Linked DNA regions of Mus musculus: region 2 is linked to region 1. The links are chromatin contacts, called in public Hi-C maps. All regions are on one chromosome and are shown on one strand. The core of a region is the stretch at or near the end of the contact, and the rest is flanking DNA. Distances in the headings are between cores, read along the strand shown. Region 1 holds the start of Gins1 (GINS complex subunit 1 (Psf1 homolog)). Region 2 overlaps Ninl (ninein-like).

Region 1 (5,840 bases), core at 2,117-4,616:
ACAAAAATAAGAACAAAAACAAAAACAAAACAAACATCCCCAAAGAGATATAACATGTTCTGATTTTAACATGTCATTTCTTATTTTTAAAACATCAATATTATCACAACTTACACATCAGACTGGTTTTGTTCATACAAAGCTTTCATCTCCTCCAGAACTTGTCTGAGTCCGTCCTCCTGAAATGTAGAAACTGATATTGATATGCATCCATTGATCCACCTATTAATTTCAATCTATATTATTTTTCATTTGCATATCTTACTACAAAAAAAGGCTTCACAATATTTTCATAGCTATAGATGTTGTCAAGGAGCATAAGTGGTATAGTTCTATGGAAATCGGTTCCACAGCTATTCAAACTGTTAAAGGGAATGGACGAAGTAGTTTCTGAACACAGGATGCCAAGCAGGTAGACCAAGAGCTCAAGGTCTTCAGGCACTACACAGATATACCCTATCTTAAACAACATATTCCTACTTGCATAAGACCTTTGAGCTCTGTGCCTGCACCAAAAAAAAAAAAAAAAGGTTAAACAGAACTACCATATGACCCAGCAACTCCACTCCTAGGTTATTATACACAAGCCCGGGTTTTCTTTCTTTTTGCTTTGTTATTCCCACCACTAGTGCTGAGCTAAATCGCCAACTCACACAAAAACTTACAAACAATTGTGTTGTGTTTGAATTTTTTTTATCTTTAGGGTTTCATAATTTGTTTTCTTTTTTTAAGATTTATTTATTATTATATCTAAGCACACTGTAGCTGTCTTCAGATGCACCAGAAGAGGGCGTCAGATCTCATTACGGATGGTTGTGAGCCACCATGTGGTTGCTGGGATTTGAACTCAGGACCTTAGGAAAAGCAGTCGGTGCTCTTAACCACTGAGCCATCTCTCCAGCCCTGTTATTTGTTTTCTTGAGACAGGGTCTTACTAGTACTATGTGACCCAGGCTGACCTAAAACTCACATTACATTTCCTGCCTCAGCACCCCAAATCCTGGAATTATAGGCATACGCTGACTGGGCAGAATTATTCAAAATAGTCAAAAAGCAAAAATAATTCAAAGGACCAACAACAGATGGAGAGATAAGCCAAATGTGGTATATCACCCAATGGAATGTAATTCAGCTATGAGAAGGAATGAGTACTGACACATGATAAACATAGATAGATCCTGAAAACTCCACATTAAACCAGAGGCACCAGACACAAAAGGACTATAGTTTGAGTCTCCTTACTTGAAATACCAGGCAAGGCAAATTCATACATAGAAAAGCAATGTAGCCAGACACAGCAGCACAGGCCTAGAATCAATGCCAGCAAATGGAAGGAATATCTCAGGTTGAGGCCAGCTTTGACAACTTAATGAAAACTGTCGTTTAAAAAATAAGAGCAGGTGAGATGGCTCGCCATGTAAGGGCACTTACTTCCTAGAGTGCTGACCTCCTGTAACTCACACAGTAGAAGGACAACTCTCTTGTCCCCTAACCTCTACACCTGTGCTATGGTATGTCACAACCCACATAAGTAAATAAATATAACAGAAAAGTGATGATCAGGACCTGTGAGAAAAGGGGGACTGGGCAGTGCTACTCAACAGTGACAAAGTTTCTGCTGGAGTAATGAAATGGGTTTGGAAAGAGTGAGGAAGGTTTGAAAACAATGTGGATGTAATTAGTACTGCACATACACTAAGTTAAAACGGTCAAGTTTATATTTGTATGTGTATTTTTAAAAGATAAAACAAATAGCCATTGGAAAAGTGCAATAGGGGCTGGAGGGATTGGCTCAGAGATTAAGAGCACTGTCTGCTCTTCTAGAGGTCCTGAGCTCAATTCCCAGGAACCACATGGTGGCTCACAACCATCTGTAATGGAATCTGATGCCTTCTTCTGTATGTCTGAAGACAGCATCAGTGTAGTCACATATGTAAAATAAATAAATAAGTCTAGAAAGAAAGAAAGAAAGAAAGAAAGAAAGAAAGAAAGGAAGGAAGGAAGGAAGGAAGGAAGAAAGAAAGAAAGAAAGAAAGAAAGAAAGAAAGAAAGAAAAGTGCAATAGGGGCTGGAGAGATGGCTCAGTGATTAAGAAAGAAAGAAAGAAAGAAAGAAAGAAAGAAAGAAAGAAAAGTGCAATAGGGGCTGGAGAGATGGCTCAGTGATTAAGGGCACTGGTTGCTCCTTTAACCGGACCCAGGTTCGACACATCTAGCACCCATATGGTGATTCATAACTGTCTATAACCGTCAGTTCCAGGAGAATTCACTGATCTCTTCTGACCTCTGTGGACACCAGGCATGCACGCTGCCACATATATACATGCACGCAGAACATTCATACACACAAAATTTAAAAATAAATCCTTAAAAAACAAGCATTATAAAACTACTGAACTACTGAATATTAGAATAGTCTCAAATACATTATACTGAGCAAAAGAGGCCAGAAATAAAGACTGCATTCTACATGATTCCACATGGCCCTGTTCCATGACGTGTCAGCTCCTAGCCAGCCGAATGAACCCAGATACATGGGGCGCGGGGGGGGGGGGGGGGGGGGCGATGGGGGGGAGAGGCAAAATCTACAAACAAGAAAAGCAAATCTATGGTTTACAAAGGCTGAAGCTGGGACACAGCTTCATAGCAATCCCCAGAACTACTGGGGTTATATTAAGATGCTACTGGCTCATCAAGAAGCTGGCTATAAAAATGCATGTGGATCTGGAGGGATGGCTCTGGCACCCACAACCCACCTATAACCCACACCCTCTTCTGGCTTCCATGAAGCACCTTCATGCAAGTGAGACACATACTCATAATTTCTTTTGTTTTGTTTTGTTTTTTAAATAGAGTTCCAGGCCAGCTTGGACTACATGAGGACTTATCTCAAAAAACGAAAACAAGAAACGCTCAGATGGGGCAAGTCACCAAATCAACAGGTAACCTAAGTATGAGTCTTTTTCTTCCTACGATTTGGCCCCGTTTCAAACTTGTTTCCGATCTCGGAATCTAGCAAAGAGATAAAGTTAGCCCAGCAACCAACAAAAAAAAAAAAACCTCCAGCAAGCAACAGCAGGCATAGGCTCCGCCCCAAGGCATGAGGCCCCGCCCTAGGCCCCCAGGCCTGGCCCTCGACACGCCCCTTCCCGGCCGCCGCTCCTCACATTAAAGGCCGGCAGCTGCCCTTCCGGCGCGCGGTGTAACTCGCGGACAAGCTCCATAGCTTTTTCGCAGAACATGACGGACGCGCCCGGGTCCCGTGGTCCCGTCAACTGCCAAGTCACCCCAAACGGTCGCTAGTTCCCAGGCCGCGGCACTTCTATTGTTCAGAGTCGCACAACACCAGCAACCAGCTCCTCGCTTTGGCGCCAAATAGGCTCAACCAATAGAAGTGCACTGGTGCGGGGTGGGGATGGTGGGTGGGAGAGAACTGAGCTACGGTGGCCGAGAAGGGACATTTAATTTTATTGAGCAACCTCACTGAGCTTCAGGAAAATTGGGGTTAAAGAGAATGGTTTCCTCCCTGGCAAAGCCAGAAAGTAAATTGCGTCTAAGATTGTGGGCTGAAACAAAGGGCTGTTTTCGATTGTCCAGCAAAGTAAAGTGCACATTCTTCTCCTCCTTTTTATTTTTTCCATTTGAATTTATTATCTTTAGATTGCAAGAGGCACCTTTAGGTTGAAGAAAAGTCGAGAAAGTACTGGTTATGATGCAGTGTTTGAGTTTTGCAGTGCCGGTTGTTTAACATTAAAGAGAAACCTTTTTTTTTTTTTTTAAACAGGGACTTGGGGATTGGAGGGGTGTCTTTTTTTTGTAATTTATTTATTATTATATGTAAGTATACTGTAGCTGACTTCAGACACACCAGAAGAGGGCGTCCGATCTCATTACAGATGGTTGTGAGCCACCATGTGGTTGCTGGGATTTGAACTCAGGACCTTTGAAAGAGCAGTCAGTGCTCTTACCGGCTGAGCCATCTCCCCAGCCTGAGAAACCGTCTTTTATTGGGTACTTTTAGTATGGTAGGAACTATGACATATATTTCAGTTAATTCTCACAACTTTCCTTAAGAGATTACTAGTATGCAGAACTGGTAAACGAAAACAGTTAACTCTCTGCAGGTCACATGGCTCATAAACTGACTAGAATGGGATCTCTATGCTTCGCACTTTCTGCTCTGGCACTTTTTGATTTTAAAACAGTTAAAAATATTCACAAACTGGAAAATGTCGCAGATAACAGCAGTTTTAAAATTGGTTCTGAACTGATGGTGGAATGCCTGCAATCCCAGAACTTTTGTGACAGAGAAAGATTACTTCAATTCAGTTCAGGAGTTCTAAAGGAGCCCATCTTAAAAACAAACAAACAAAAAACAGTAAAAATACTCTTGATTTGCCTTCTGTTTCTGTGATAAGACACCATGACCAAAGATAAACTAAAAAGGAAAGGGCTAATTTCAGCTTGCAGTTGTAGTTCCATGCCATAAAGGGTATTCAGGGCAGGAACTCAGAGATCCTGGAAGAAGGCTGCTTACTGGCTTCCCATGGCTTCCCAGGCCTTGGGGTGACACTCCCCTTAGTGGTCTGGGCTGTCCCAAGTCAATTATTAATTAAGAATACTCCTACAGAGTGGCCAAGCGATTCTGATGAAGGCAGTTCCTCAAGATTCCCTCTTCCCAGATATAATTACGTTTGTGTCAAGTAGACAAAAATTCTCTAACCTTCACAACCCAAGATAAAACCATACCATAAAACCTACTTGTTTCATTCACACCCACACCCACCCCCTTTGAAATTGGGTCTTACTGTGTTGACCAGGCTGACCTCAGAGTCATAGAAATCCACCTGCCTCTGTCTCCTGGGTGCTGGAATGAAAGGTGTGTGCCACATTGCCTTACTATTTAGCTGATTTTTGAAAAAAGTGTTAACGTCTATAAAACAATAATAGATTTTTGTCTTGTTCTTTTGCAAATGTAGCTAACAAGACTGTTAGAGTAACTGGACAATGTTGAGAGAGGTGTTTCAGAGAGAGGTCCTGAGACAAACTGTTCTTCAAGTGAGAGCTTTGCTACTTATCAATTCACATACAGTATGGTAGGGCTCTGAAGAGGGGTACTTCGGTTCCACCAAACTAAGCAGAGATCCTAGAAAAAAAGTTGCAGAGGGAGGAGGTGGTCCAAAGCCACAAGGTAGTAGGCATGGAAAGTACCTCATGCTACATGCTAGCTGCTTAAAGTCAGTTTGCCTCTATTTCTGGGTCAGCTGGGGAAGGCAAGATTTTGTGACTTCAGAGTCAAAGCACTGGTCTGTCATATTCCTGTAGCTGTTCCTGGAGGAAGGGAGGCTGCTTGGAGTGTGGCGTGATCTGTTAAGGCTGCAAACAGGACAATGCCCCCACTTTAAAAAGAAACCACTTGTTGAGGTGTTTGTTGTGCCTCATGTCTGTAATGCTATCACTCCAGGTGCTGAAGCAAGAGTATTCCAGAGAGTTCCAGGCCAACCTGGGCTAGAGTATGAGACCCTGTCTCAGAAAGCAACAGATAGGTAAGTAGGTAGATAGCTAAATAAATAGGGATTTTCTTTTTATGTCAATTAGGGATACTTAGGTACTATAGTGTCTATTAAACTCTCAAAATACTGCTATAGGATTATGATTCACAAACCAGTAGTTTCATCCATGTCTAGTTTCAATTTCAGCTAGGAGGTGAGTCTTTTATTGACCTTTAGACTTCTTTACTTTTAAAATGGGAACAGTAGAATACCCATGCGCAGCCTTGATGATTCTATCTTTCCTTCAGCAAATATTTATGAAGTGTGTACTATGAGCCAAGCATTGGTC
Region 2 (6,460 bases), core at 1,147-3,646, 72 kb before region 1:
AGACTTCGTGTTAGTGACCTTTACAGCCAACTTTAAGCAGCTCAGATGTATAGAGTGGCTCTTGGATCAAGCAAACATGGATCCCATATTGTTTGTGATCTGGGTGAAGTTGGGTCCCTTTGTGCTTCTCTGGAATGTTATCAGACATCATGAGGCTCAACAGAGATGGAACTGTTGAGAACAAATGCTTTTGCAGAATGTCGGCAGACAGTACTTATAAAGCTTTACAGAAAGCATCAATTGTCACGCTAATTTGAAAATTAAGTACTCGTTTATAGATTTGCCTATTACAAGGAGGCATAGTTCGGGATGTCATGTATCATAGCCTATCTAATTATTTCTGCTAAGGAGAATAGCCATAAAACAGAATTATACAAGCATATACACCAAAATAGTTAGCATCGTTAACAATTGTGTTTTAGAGAATGCCATTTTAGGGAGCATTTTTTTGTGTGTATGAGCATTGAATTTTAGAGTGCTAATCACACATACAAAAGAGCCAGCTACAGTCAGCATCATTATTGCACAGGAGAGGTTCACAGAAGTCTAGTCAACTTCTGCCCTTGAAGTAAAATATGAGATCTTTAGGGTAATATAACTACAGCATTGATAAATGTAAGAATTTAGGCCTCTCACAGTAAGATTACCCATAAGCACCTGGGCTTACTTACAGGGCCACCATTACTTGATACAGAGCTGATGAGAAATGAGTCTTAACCTGGCCAGGACTAGGGGTCTCAACCAGACTGAGGCTGAGACGAGTTTGTGCCAAGCAATCAGACTTTTTATACCCCTATCAGAAACAGAATATAACCACTGTTCCCAAGATCAGTACAACGATAGTTGCAGGGACACAGTGACACTTACAAGCTATATCGGGTACATAAGAGTAATGTCTAAGACCAATTGCCCTGTCATGCTTCTGTAAACTTTGTTGACTTAGCAGGAACACAGATTTACAGGGAGACCTAAACACTCCACTGCCTGAGGGAGTACATCAGTTTGTCAGGAACTGAAAGGCACACAGTGCCCTAGGAGCCATGAACTCTAACCTGAAAAACCTATGACACATGCCTCTGGAAGGGAGCTAAACCAGGCCAACCCCATGTTTCCCTGCAAGTATCAGTACTTGCAAAGAGATCATGTGACAGTATATCTTACATATATAATAACTAAATGCTGATTCAGTTGAGGCAAATAGATTAAAGGCCAGGGTTTTAAAAAGCAAAATCAGTCAATAGATGGGAAATGTGTATTAACCCTGGTAGTAGGGAGGCAGAAGCAGGTAGATCAGAGTTTAGGGCCAGCCTAGTCTAAATCAAATTCCTGTCTAGCCAGGAATACCTAAAGGGCCCTGTCTCAAAGAAATGTATGTAGTATGTATATATGTGTGCATGTCTAAAGAGCAGGTTTTACATCAGAATATGCTAAAAACAGCATTCATGGATCACTTTGCATGTATTTACTTAAATGCTTTTAAATGTGCAAACTGTGGTTTCATGTATAATGTATAGACACATAATTCTGAAAGCCACAGATACACAGGCCATTACATCTTCTAAAAAGCACTTTAAAATAGTGCTTATAAAGTTGTCCTTTAAAAGACTAATACAGATATATAAAGTACCTGTTTAAAGACAGTTTCCTAGATAGCCAAATATTGTTAACATAAAAAGCAGAAGTATATATGTGTGTGTGTGTGTGTGTGTGTGTGTGTGTGTGTGTGTATTTATACTACCAGTTATAAAATGATCCTAAAAATAGCACATCCATCCTTAAGAATGCTTTTTTGTGGAGCTGGAGAGATGGCTCAATGGTTAAGAACACTGTCTACTTTTCCACTTCCAGGGGACCTGACAAAACACCAATGTACATAAAATAAAAATAAATAAATTTTTAAAAAAGAATGTTTTTGCTGTAGATTAAAAAATAATGTCCTATTGTATGGATGACTATTTTATTACAGCACTAATATCTTTAAAGATACCTAAATATTATTTTATAACCCAAATATAGATTTTTACAAACTTTTCGATTAATTTTAATTGTGTTTATTGGTCAGTGTGTGAGTGGGAAAGGTATCAGTGTAGTGATGTGAGCGAAGTTATCTGTGTAGGCCACACGCATTAGATCTCCTGACAGCTAGGAGCTGACAGTTAGGGGCTGTGTGTGTGGGTGCCAGGAGTTCAACTTCCACCCTCTTTATCCGCAGATAAACACTGCAGATTTTCATGCCCAGGGTCGGGTGCTGCTTTATGTCTTGTCTTCACAGCCTTCGCCTAAATCTGTGGTGAGGGAGGAGCAGGGTCTCGTGATTACAGAAAGATCCAGCAGTATCACTGCATGGCATTCTGAAGTTTTCTAATGTCAAAAGTTGACAACTATTTCTGGGTATAGACTGACTTCTGCTTTCCCTAGGTCTCTAATAGACAAATGCTGAACAGAGCTCATATCTACCCAGTGTATATTTTAGGAGTCAAGAAACTGACTAATTTCCTGTTTTAACCTCTTCACAATTCTTTTTGTTGTTGTTGTTGTTGTTGTTGTTGTTGTTGTTGTTTTGGTTTGTTTGGTTTGGTTTGGTTTGGTTGGTTTTTTCAAGACAGGGTTTCTCTGTGTAGCCCTGGCTGTCCTGGAACTCACTCTGTAGACCAGACTGGCCTCAAACTCAGAAATCTGCCTATCTCTGCCTCCAAAGGGCTGGGATTAAAGGCGTGTGCCACCACTGCCTGTTCATATTATTGATTAGCTAGTTAATAGATGATTGGGAAGGGAATGAGCAAATTTTAAGTGAACCCTGGGTATCCTTACATTATGAACTAATTTATGTATTTGCTTATAGACACAGTCTCATGTGTAGCCTGGTCTGGCCTGTGCACCTACCATTCTGCTCCCTTGTCTTTCCCACCTCTCCATCATGTATTTGTCCAGCATGATGGGGGCACCCTGGATATGTCTTCTGCCCCAACAATTTAGTTTTTTAAGTAGATATTTTTATGTATAAGGGAGAGACCTTGTATTTATAAGGTTTCAGGGTTTTTTGTTTGTTTGTTTGTTTTTTGCTTTTCCCGAGACATGGTTTCTCTGTGTATCCCTGGCTGTCCAGGAACTCACTTTGTAGACCAGGCTGGCCTCAAACTTAGAAATCCGCCTGCCTCTGCCTCCCAAGTGCTGGGATTAAAGGCATGCGCCACTACGCCCAGCAACAGTTTTGTTTGTTTGTTTGTTTGTTTGTTTTGTTTTTTTAAAGATAGGAATTGTGCATAGTTCGTGCTTTTTCTGTTTATCTGTTTTCTGCTCCACTCCTCTCCTCCTCCCCTCCCTCCTTTTTTCCTCTCTCTTTCACTCCTTTCTCCCTTTCTTATTTCTAGTTTTGAAGGTAGAACACTGTTGTGTTGCTCAGACTGACTTCAGACTCTGGGGCCCAAGAAGTCCTCTGCCTTAGCCTCATATGGAGCTGGCATGGAGGCACATGCTGGGTTTCATCTGTTTTCTGGTTACTCTGTAGCTTTAAAACACACACACACACACACACACACACACACACACACACACACACACACACTGCTGACTGACGGATGCCTTGGGTCCCTGCAAAGAGAAGCTGATTCCTGTAGCTGCCTTCGACCCCACAGGGGCTCCTAGTACGTCTTTCCAGTGCTAGCTCTGTGATCTGCTGTTGTTCAGTGTGTAGGCCTGAGGGAAATGGGGCTAAGAAACCTAGCTAACCTGCTACTTCGCTTTTCTCCTTCGTGACCAGCCTGCTATGGGATGGACAACGAAGAAGAGAACCACTATGTGTCACGGCTCAGGGATGTCTACAGCAGCTGTGACACCACAGGGACCGGGTTCCTGGATCAGGAAGAGCTGACCCAGCTATGTACTAAGCTTGGCCTGGAGGAGCAGCTGCCGGCACTCCTTCACATTCTTCTCGGAGATGACCGCTTGGCCAGGGTGAGTGGTGGACTCCTGCCGAGGGACACTGCAGAGCTGTGCCACCCACCGGTGTGGGCATTTGGTCCACAGCACCCAAAGAAAGGCACTTGGGGAGGAGAAGTCTCCAGCAATAAACCGTGTTATTCTAGAGATTGAAAGAAGAACGCCAGGGAGCATAAGCAGCCACACCCAGCCGTGTGGATGTGGCCCGCTATGCCTAGCTGCTGTTGTTCTCTTAGTTGTGTGGTTTGGTTTGGTTTGGTTAGGTGTGATAAAATGGTTTATTTGGTGGTAATATGGTGGTTCACATTTACCTTCTGTGATAGATTCTTCCAGTACATGATTGGAAACGTGAAATGAACACCCTTAGGCAATAATCAGAGGTCTTTTGAGGAAAAGAAGACTCCAAGGGGACTTTTGGTTCATGAAATTAAATGTGAATCTATGGGAAGTAACAGTGTCTTCTCCTTACTGAAACTCCGGCAGGTTAACTTTGAGGAATTTAAGGAAGGCTTTGTGGCTGTGCTGTCATCAGGTTCTGGCGTAGAGCCCTCCGATGAGGAAGGTAGTTCTTCCGAGTCAGGTAAGAGGATTTCCTGTAAGCTCCTCAGTTTCTTTACTTTAGTCATCTGTGACCATTCAAAGTGTAGCTTAACTGTTCCAAATTCTAGCCTCCTTTTCTGTCACCCACAAACCATCAAGTGCAGACTTGGGCAGAATATCTGGGATTTCCTCTTCTGTGACTGTCATCAGATTGTAACCTGCATTACAGGTAGGGGGCCACTGACAAGGCACTGGGGGGTGTGGAGCAGCAAGAGTTGGAGCCTCAGGGTCTTAGGTGTACCAAGCAAGCAGGCTGGCCTTCTGCTCTGGACACTAATCTGCTCTCACAGCCACTGGTGTTGCAGTGTTCGAACAGTGCTAACAGGAATCCCACTGTGGAAATGGCTGTGAGGCAGGAACATGATGATAAGTCCAACCGACACATGACAGGAAGCCACCAGCCCAAGGATTGTGGGTACAAAATAATGGACCAGGTGTGAGACAGCTGGAGGCTGGTCTGCCTATGGCCATGAGGACTGTGTGAGGTAGACAGTGATGATTTCAGGGTTTACTGGAAACAGCTACTTGCCCTGGCCTCCTGTATGACCAGATAGCAGGGTGAAGGATCCTAGTCGGACCAAAGGCATGGAGATGAGTGACAGGCAGGAGGAATGGCTCATACCAAGTGTCTTCTAAGTGTGAGGCTTTGAACTTCATGTATATTTTATGTAGGTTCTATCTACCTTCTTAGAAATTCCACAGTACTGTCTTACCCACAGTTGACCTGAGGAGAGATTTACCCTGTTCCATAGTATGTGCTGGCTAGGAGTTGAGTCCCTGTGTCCCAGTTCCTGAGCCCCATGCACACAGTGTCAGAACACTGTGCATCTTGCTCTGGATGACATGGTCAGCCCCTTCCACACCTCCTCTCTCATTGCAGAAGCCCTGGGCGCAGGACAAAGTTAGTGCCCAGACCACTTGCACAAAGATGATAGCCCCACACCACTTGCACAGGTATTTGTCTCATACCTTTCTCTGCAAAGATGTGAAGAGGGTCACTACCAATTCATTTTCTTTTCTTTAGAATTAGAAACCAATTCATTTTCTTTTCTTTAGAATTAGAAAAGCTTTTCTCACCTAAGTGGCCCATGCCTTTCCTGAAAAATTGCCCCTAATGCCATTGGAGAGAGACCAACCTCTGCCATCTCTGTTGTGTGACTCTAGGGACAAGATGTGAACAACAGTGTGAGCGCTAACAGCAGGTCAAACACATGATTTTACCTGAGCTCAGTGGGGAAGCCCATAAAATTATTAGGGTTACTTACAGGAGCGTGGGTACCTCACCCAGGCGCGACCAGCCTTCGTTCCTTTAGCTGTTGTCCAGTGCTGGTATAACCTTGGGCAAGGGCCTTCTGAATCTTGGTATCTTCCTGAGCTTCCTCAGTCTGATAAGTTTTATTTGCTTCTCCATCTTGTGAAACTTCCTCCCAACTAGAGGAGGGAATGTTTCAATTTGGAGGAAATAGCTGTGCAGCAGTCGGAAAACATCTACCTACTACCCTCACTGCCCTTGTGTTGTGGGCCTGCGGTGACAGAGCTGGGTCATCTCTAGGTTCCCCCTCCAGGGTTGAGTCTGGTTCTGTCTTTTTTATTCTCTAACTTGCCCGTTCCTAGCCGGGTGTGGTGGCCCACGCCTTTAATCCCAGCGCTTGGGAGGCAGAGGCAGGTGGATTTCTGAGTTCAAGGCCAGCCTGGTCTACAAAGTGAGTTCCAGAACAGCCAGAGCTATAAGAGAAACCCTGTCTCGAAAAAACAAACAAACAAACAAACAAAAAATTGCCTGTTCCTTGTCTCCTGTGCCTCCCTACTGCCTGCTCCTCACCCATCTGACTATACTTCTTGCATTTTGGTTCCAGTTGTAACATCTTCATCCTAATTTCTAGTTACTTCTTGCCTAGTGCCTTCCACCTTGCCATTTGAA

Evidence for each region. Hi-C and Micro-C count contacts between places; a contact is called where the count stands out from the background.
Region 2: a contact with region 1 is called in a Hi-C map of the G1E-ER4 cell line, with 2.2 times the contacts expected there. The contact joins the enhancer-like site here to the promoter of Gins1 in region 1. A contact is called at or near these places in 5 of 39 promoter capture datasets (the 3T3-L1 cell line, 3T3-L1-derived adipocytes, the HPC-7 cell line and 2 more), 16 of 484 Hi-C or Micro-C datasets (the C10 cell line, the G1E-ER4 cell line, the HPC-7 cell line and 11 more), 1 of 115 datasets of contacts at active chromatin or transcription factors (embryonic stem cells) and 3 of 9 other capture datasets (adipose tissue, liver and pancreatic islet).

The regions. Positions count from the first base shown.
Region 1 is chr2:150,907,120-150,912,959 of GRCm38.p6, reverse strand. Gins1 (GINS complex subunit 1 (Psf1 homolog)) reads right to left here and starts at 3,366. Exons shown (of 7, transcript NM_027014.1): 1 at 3,167-3,366; 2 at 115-179. The coding sequence starts at 3,241.
Region 2 is chr2:150,977,492-150,983,951 of GRCm38.p6, reverse strand. Ninl (ninein-like) reads left to right here. Exons shown (of 24, transcript NM_207204.2): 2 at 3,761-3,954; 3 at 4,423-4,519. The coding sequence starts at 3,772. Among named protein-coding and RNA genes, the nearest start is that of Ninl, 29 kb to the left of the region's middle. Within about 2 kb of position 2,396, at least 17 of the 459 cell types and tissues checked have an H3K27ac peak or open chromatin away from gene starts, as enhancers often do. A contact at or near this core is called in the G1E-ER4 cell line and bone marrow-derived macrophages, where this site is marked.